Regions from separate parts of the Sus scrofa genome. Here region 2 is linked to region 1. A link is a contact called in public HiChIP or PLAC-seq data. All regions are on one chromosome and are shown on one strand. The core of a region is the stretch at or near the end of the contact, and the rest is flanking DNA. Distances in the headings are between cores, read along the strand shown. Region 1 has its middle 51 kb from the start of RHOB. Region 2 has its middle 20 kb from the start of RHOB.

Region 1 (3,437 bases), core at 480-2,979:
CAGATCATGTGGGGTTTGGTAGGCTGCATCAAGTTCAGATGTAACCCTGTGTGTCTGGGGGTCATGAAATGACTTAAGGAGGAAATGAACCTCTAAGGATGACATTTAATGAGGAATGTGAAATCCTCCTGGGAGAACTTCTGCAATGGTCCCCTTTCTCCAAGGACTTTCAATGCGTCTCAGATCATAAACTAGATTATGATTATCCAGTGGTGAAGGATGACATACCAATCCCCCTTGGGAGAAAGCCTCTGACCGTGTCCCTGGCGGGGCCTAGCATCAGGGGCTGTCTAAGCAGATGCCACAGAGAGGGGGCCCCTGCCTGAACCCTGTTTGTTGACTGCTATAGTTGTCTTAGCAAAAGAACCTCCCAGAATGATATCAGATGTGAGCAGTTCCCAGGGAGCAGGAGCTGTCCTCATTCTGGGGCCATTGAGTTGGGTTGGCTGTTGAGCTGGGTGGGTCAATGAGTTGACTTGTTTGGACTTGGCCAGGATAGAAAGTGAAGAGGAAAAGAATGGAAGGACACGAGTGGTTTTGGGTTGGGGTGGGCACAGAGTCAACACTGCCTTTCTTCCCCAGCCTCCCCTTTGTGTATTTCAAGGCCCTAGGAGCCCTCCGTAGAGGGACTGCCAAGCCCCCAAAGAAAGCCCTTCCATTTCCAGAGCCACAGACACATATTAGCCTTTAGCCCACACGACTGCCACCATCTGTCAGTCCAGAGGCTGTGGCTGGTGCCCATTCCTGTATTCAGGGGCCCAGCTACAGACAGGGTATCAGGTGAAAGTTTGCCAGTTGGCAGCTGGGAACAGGCTTGCTCGTCCTCATCCTGAGCCCTGGGTCTCTGAGACGCCCTTGGATGGCAGGACACAGCTCTGGACTCTCCCTGTGCCTGGAGGGCTTTGTACCTGTGAGCCACCACTTTGCCAAGAGCCTCTTCTGCCCTTCCCCAGTCCCTCATTCCTGCTATGATGGGCACTCCCTTGCCTTTGTTTTCTTCCTTTTTTCCTGCTGCCAGAACTTTTCTGAGTTTCACTAGGAGGGAGACCCTCCTGTCCTTTCTGCTCCCTGCCCCTTCCACCAGTTTCCAGTGTCCTTTTTAGATGACACATTTGCTCCTTGATGAGCTCCCTGAGGACCTGGTGAGGACCTTGCCATGGCCTGGCCCTGCCTCCGCCCCGAAGGCGATGGCCTAGGGCAACCAGGACCTGACATATCAGGCTCCACCAGCACTGGAAACTTTCTGGTTCTGTCCCACTCAGGACAGTGGGCTGGGCCCATGTCTTTCTCCCCGGAGTCCAGAACCAAGCCTGGTGTCACTGTAAGTAGCAACTGCACTAGCGAGAAGACCTCCTGCGAAAGCCGGCAGGTGCCTCTCGAGGCAGCCAGCCTGAGAAATCTGAGTGGCAGTGGCTCGAAAGATCAAAGTCATGTCTTTTGGGGGAGAGGGGAGATTAGATTTCAAAGAGTTCCTGGAGGGAGAAATTAATCCTGCCTTGATTTTGTTGGCACCAATCCCTTCCTTCTGGGCCAGTGCTGTCCTAGCCTTTTTGCAGAGGCTGCTTCCCCAGATGCAGAGAGAGACTCGTTTTCTTCCCATGAAGGAGTGAGACCCTGAATGGGCTGCTCTTCCTATTCTGCAGGGAAGAGGCAAGGCCCGATGAGACAGCGTGTGGACAGAGCCCGCCCTGTCGCTGTCGCACGGTGAATGGTCAGAAACCTCAGTTGTGTATTTCTTACACAACTTCTTAGAGAGGAGGCCAAGGGGAAGAACTCTGATCCTAATCGTACTTCCCTAGGGCAAACTGTTGGCTGTTCAGCCAGCCTCCTGCTAAGGGGCCCATAGTCTCTGGCATAGGTCAGATGAGCAGGAGAGATCCTTGAGGAACCAGCCAGCAAATTAAGGTCAAAACTTCAGTACAGATGATAAGAGGACAAGGGGTGTGGTAGGACGGTGGCCTTTGGTTTAAGAGAGATCTGAGTTCCAGTTCTGGCTCTGCCGCCTCAGTAGCTGTGTGACCGTGACAACTCCTCTCACTTCTCTGAGTCAATTCTTCAACCTCATTTTCATCCTTATCAGCACTGTCCTCGCCATCCATGCCATTTTTTGTGTACTTCTTGCCAAGCAACTGGTATCTCATGCGAGTCTCAGAACAACCCTATTATTGTGAAAAAATATAAGTATTTCCCTTTTTAATGAAATTAATTAACGTTTTTGGTCACACCCACTGCATGAGGAAGTTCTCTGGGCCAGGGATTGAACTCGAGCCACAGCAGTGACCAGAGGTCAGCAGTGAAAACACTGGATCCTTAACTCCCTGAGCCACCAGGGAACTTCAATTTTTCCTTATAATAAAGATAAAGGAATGAGGTTCTGGGAGGTTTCTAAACTTGCCCAAGACCAGCTTAGCTAGAAAGTAATTAAGACAGGGTTTTATCCTGGCCCTGTCTGAGTCCAGTGATCATGTGTCTTAGATGGAATGGTTTCCTCAAGAAGACACGTCCCGAAGTTCCCCTTGTGGCACAGCAGAAACGAATCTGACTAAACCATGAGGCTGCTGGTTCAATCCCTGGTCTCGCTCAGTGGGTTCAGTATCTGGTGTTGCCCTGAGCTGTGGTATAGGTCGCAGATGTGGCTCGGATCCCGCTTTGCTGTGGCTGTGGCTGTGGCTGTGGCTGGCAGCTGCAGCTCTGATTTGATCTCTAGCCTGGGCTGCTGTGGGTGCAGCCCTCAAAATGAGGAAAAAAAAAAAAAAAAAGAAGAAGACGTCCCATCCAAGGCCCTGGAACCTGTGAATGTGACTTTGTTTAGAAAAAAGGTCTTTGCAGATGTTTGCAGATGCAGTTCAGTTATGGATTATTTTTTTTGGCCACACCTGCAGCGTGTGGAAGTTCCCTGGTCAGGGATCAAACCCGCACTGTGGTTGCGGCTTGGGCCATAGCTGCCACAACGCTGGGATTCCTAAACCTGCTGCACCACGAGGGAAATTCCTAGTTATGGAAATTGAGATCACCATGGATTATCCAGGTGGCCTTAAAATGCAAGAAAGTGTCCTTGGAAGAGTCAAGAAAGGAGAAGACACAGAGATGAGAAGGAGAACGGAGGCCACTTTGGAGCGATGCAGCCACAAGCCAAAGAACTCCTGGAGCCACCAGACGCTGGTGGAGGCAAGGAAGGATTTTGCTCTAGAGGCTTGGGAGGGAGCGGGGCCTTCCTAACACCTTGCTGTTGGACTCCTGGCCTCAGAACCATGAGAGAGTTCTTTTCTGATGCTTTAAGCCGCCCAGTTTGTGCTCGTTAGTTACAGCAGCCCTGTACACCATGCGATGCATGGAACTGCATTTTATTGCCATAGGATGGTCATGGAAAAGCTGCTTGCTGGAGCAAACAGCAGTGGAAAAGCTCACAGGAACTCTTAGGTCCTGCCAGGCTCGCT
Region 2 (3,348 bases), core at 119-2,618, 71 kb before region 1:
CTCTGTGCTCTGTGTGGACACGTGACCCACAGGTGGGACCAGTGAGAGCCCTCCTGGCATTTTTCACTTTGGCACTAATAGAGGAGGAAGCACCTCTTGGCAGGTGAAGCTGGGAAATGGCCCAGACTCGTGGGAGAAGCCAGCCTGACAGAGAAAGAAGCAGATTCACCGAGAGAAGCAGGGAGGAGGGAGGAGGAGAGCCCCTCCTTCCCTGACCTGCTCCTGGCGCTCTGAGCCCGCAAACTCTCTTGTCTCTTGTCTCACTGGTTTATGTCTGGTTTTCTCTCCCCCCTCCCTCCTTTCTTCTTCCTTCCTTCCATCCTTCCTTCATTTCCTTTTTGTAGCTGCACCCGGGGCATATGGAGCTTCCCGGGTTGGGGTCAAATCAGAGCTGCAGCTGGCAGCCTACACCACAGCCACAGCAATGCCAGATCCGAGCCACATCTGTGTCCACAGCTCGCGGCAACACAGGATTCTTCCTCTTCTTATTTTTTTGCTTTTTAGGGCCACATCCGAGGCATGTGGAGGTTCCCAGCCTAGGGGTCTAATCGGAGCTGCAGCTGCTGGCCACAATCACAGCCACAGCCACTCCAGATCAGAGCCAAGTCTGCGACCTACACCACAGCTCATGGCAATGCTGGATCCTTAACCCGCTAAGCAAGGCCAGGGATCGAACCTACAACCTCATGGTTCCTAGTCGGATTTGTTTCCTCTGCACCAAGACGGGAACGCCCAACACTGGATTCTTAACCCACTGAGCAAGGCCAGGGATCAGACCCGCATCCTTGCAGACACTATGTCGGGTTCTTAACCCACTGAGCCTCAGGGGGAACTCCCTATGTCTGGTTTTCTCACACTTGTGACTAAAAGAGCCCTAACTCATAGCATTTTATAGATTATGAAATTTGCCCGCAGGTAGTTGAGGCGGCAGGCAGGGTTTTTTTCACAAGGGAATCAGATTGGAGCAGCTAAGTTGTGCCAAGCAATGCCAAGCAGCAAGAGATGGACAGGGTCGGCAATCTTCAGCCTGTGCTCCCAGGGGGGAGGGGGTGGCGTGGAGGGTGTCTGGGCCTACACCCCTCCTCAGCTCCAGTGTCCCCAGACTCTGACCTGGCCTTTGTCGCCACTCTTTCTTCTAGTTGCTTGACAGAGGCCTGTGGGGGGCGGGGCTGCAGGGCAGCTGACCACAGACTCAAGCACCCTGTCCTTCCCATGACCCTGGAGCTCACAGGGCTGCAGAGGACAGAGGTGCCAACGTGCAGCAAAGCAGCTGCAACACGGCCAGCAAACTGAGCACCCAGGGCTGGGGTGTCCGCCCACCCAGCACCTGGCCCTCTCCTTGACTCCGGACCCCTGCGCAGCCTGGGGTGAAGCTCTTCCTCTGGCCAGAGTTCTCTCTGGTCCCCGCCCGAGCACAGACACAGGGTGCAGGGGCCTCCTCTGGTCTGGGAGCTACAAAACCCCGGGCACCTCTGGGTCAGGAGTTTGGTGATCCAGCTTGGGAGTGGCCAGCTTGGAGTGGCCGAAGCCAGCACCAGAGACTATTCTGAATCCTGGTTTAGAATCTTCTTAACCCTGACAGCAAGAGCAGTCAGCCTGTGGCGAGAGGGCACTTCCTGTTTACTGCTGGTGTCAGGGCTGGTCTGAGAGGGACAGAGCCTTCTGTGGTTAATGTGAGCTGTGCCTCCCCCCCGCCCTGCCCCAGGCTGACTCATTTCCCCCATCCAACCCCTTCCCCTTTCCCCAGCCCTGAGACCAGGGTTGGAGGCTGGGCTCCCTCCAGCCCAGGGGAACAGGTCTGCTCCTCTCTGGTGGCCTGGGCCCGACTGCTTTTATGCCAGTGGCAGCAGTGGGCTGCCCTGTCTCTGCAGCCCACCTGACACCTTCTCACGCTCCTGTGACTTTGGTGGTGGCATCCCGTTTCACAAAGAAACTAGGGCCACCAAATTTAGCAAAAAATGAAATACAATAAAAAAGAGGATGCCTGGTGAAATTTGAATTTCAGATAGACAACAAATACTCAGGCCCAGGGAGGGAGTAGTCTGCTAGCAGGCCCAGCTAGGTCACCACTGTGACTCCTGCCCCAGGGTCACAGGTGCTCCCTTCTAGGCTGTGAAGATGCTGCTGGAAGGGGGGGATAATGGTCTAACCTGGCACAAAAGGAAGCAGATACTCTGAAGCAGTGGTTTCAAAACCATGTCATGGATCAGCAACACTCACATCTGTGTTGGTTAGTTTCCTCTGCCAACTTGACTGTGTCACGGGGTACCCAGACATTTGTTCAAACATTATTCTGGGTGTGTCTGGGAGGCTGTTTCTGGACGAGATCAATATTTGGATCCTTAGGCTGAAGGAAGCCGACTGCCCTCCCCAGTGCGGGTGGGCCTCATCTAATCAGTTGAAGGCCCGACTAGAACCAAAGGTCCGACTCTTGGCAAACAGAAGAAACTCCTCCTGCCTGACTGCTTTGGACCTGGCACATCTACTTTTCCCACCTTCAGGCTCAAATGGAAAAATGTTGGCTCTTCCTGGGCATCAGACCTGCTGCCTGCACCCTCGAGTCACATCATCACTTTCCTAGATCTCCAGCTTGGATCGTCAGCTTGCCAGCTGCAAATCTTTGCACTTGGCCTCCATAATCATGTGATCTGACTCCATCTCTATCCCTACCTCTACCTGTATATCTATATCTATATCTATACCTGTCTGTCTATTCCATTCAGACCCTCAACAGATCAGATGATGCCACATTAGCAAGGGTGATCTCCTTAATGCAGTCTACTGATTCAGATGTTAATCTCTTTCAGAAATACCTCCCCCAACACATATAGAAGTAATATTTTACTAGCTATCTGGGCATCCATCCCTTAGCCCAGTCAAGTGACACATGAAATTAACTCTCAGAGGCGCCCACTGTCGGGCTCCACGCCTCTCTACTCCACCTGCACTGTTTCTTTTTTTTTTTTTTTTTTGTCTTTTTGCTATTTTTTTTGGCCACTCCCATGGCATATGGAGGTTCCCAGGCTAGGGGTCGAATCGGAGCTGTAGCCACCGGCCTACGCCAGAGCCACAGCAACGCGGGATCCGAGCCGCGTCTGCAACCTACACCACAGCTCACGGCAACGCCGGATCGTTAACCCACTGAGCAGGGGCAGGGATCGAACCCGCAACCTCATGGTTCCTAGTCAGATTTGTTAACCACTGCGCCACAACAGGAACTCCTTTTTTTTTGTCTTTTTGCTATTTTTTTTGGGCCACTCCTATGGCATATGCAGGTTCCCAGGCTAGGGGTCTAATCGGAGCTGTGCACTGTTTCTAAAAGATGCTCTCACCTAGTCTCAGGCACCT

What was found. HiChIP or PLAC-seq counts read pairs in DNA pulled down with a chosen protein or histone mark.
Region 2: a contact with region 1 is called in an H3K27ac HiChIP or PLAC-seq map of alveolar macrophages. The contact joins two enhancer-like sites. A contact is called at or near these places in 3 of 47 Hi-C or Micro-C datasets (epiblast stem cells and liver) and 1 of 2 datasets of contacts at active chromatin or transcription factors (alveolar macrophages).

The regions. Positions count from the first base shown.
Region 1 is chr3:117,722,538-117,725,974 of Sscrofa11.1, reverse strand. No RefSeq gene overlaps it. Among named protein-coding and RNA genes, the nearest start is that of RHOB, 51 kb to the left of the region's middle. Within about 2 kb of position 1,729, at least 3 of the 83 cell types and tissues checked have an H3K27ac peak or open chromatin away from gene starts, as enhancers often do. A contact at or near this core is called in alveolar macrophages, where this site is marked.
Region 2 is chr3:117,793,536-117,796,883 of Sscrofa11.1, reverse strand. No RefSeq gene overlaps it. Among named protein-coding and RNA genes, the nearest start is that of RHOB, 20 kb to the right of the region's middle. Within about 2 kb of position 1,368, at least 37 of the 83 cell types and tissues checked have an H3K27ac peak or open chromatin away from gene starts, as enhancers often do. A contact at or near this core is called in alveolar macrophages, where this site is marked.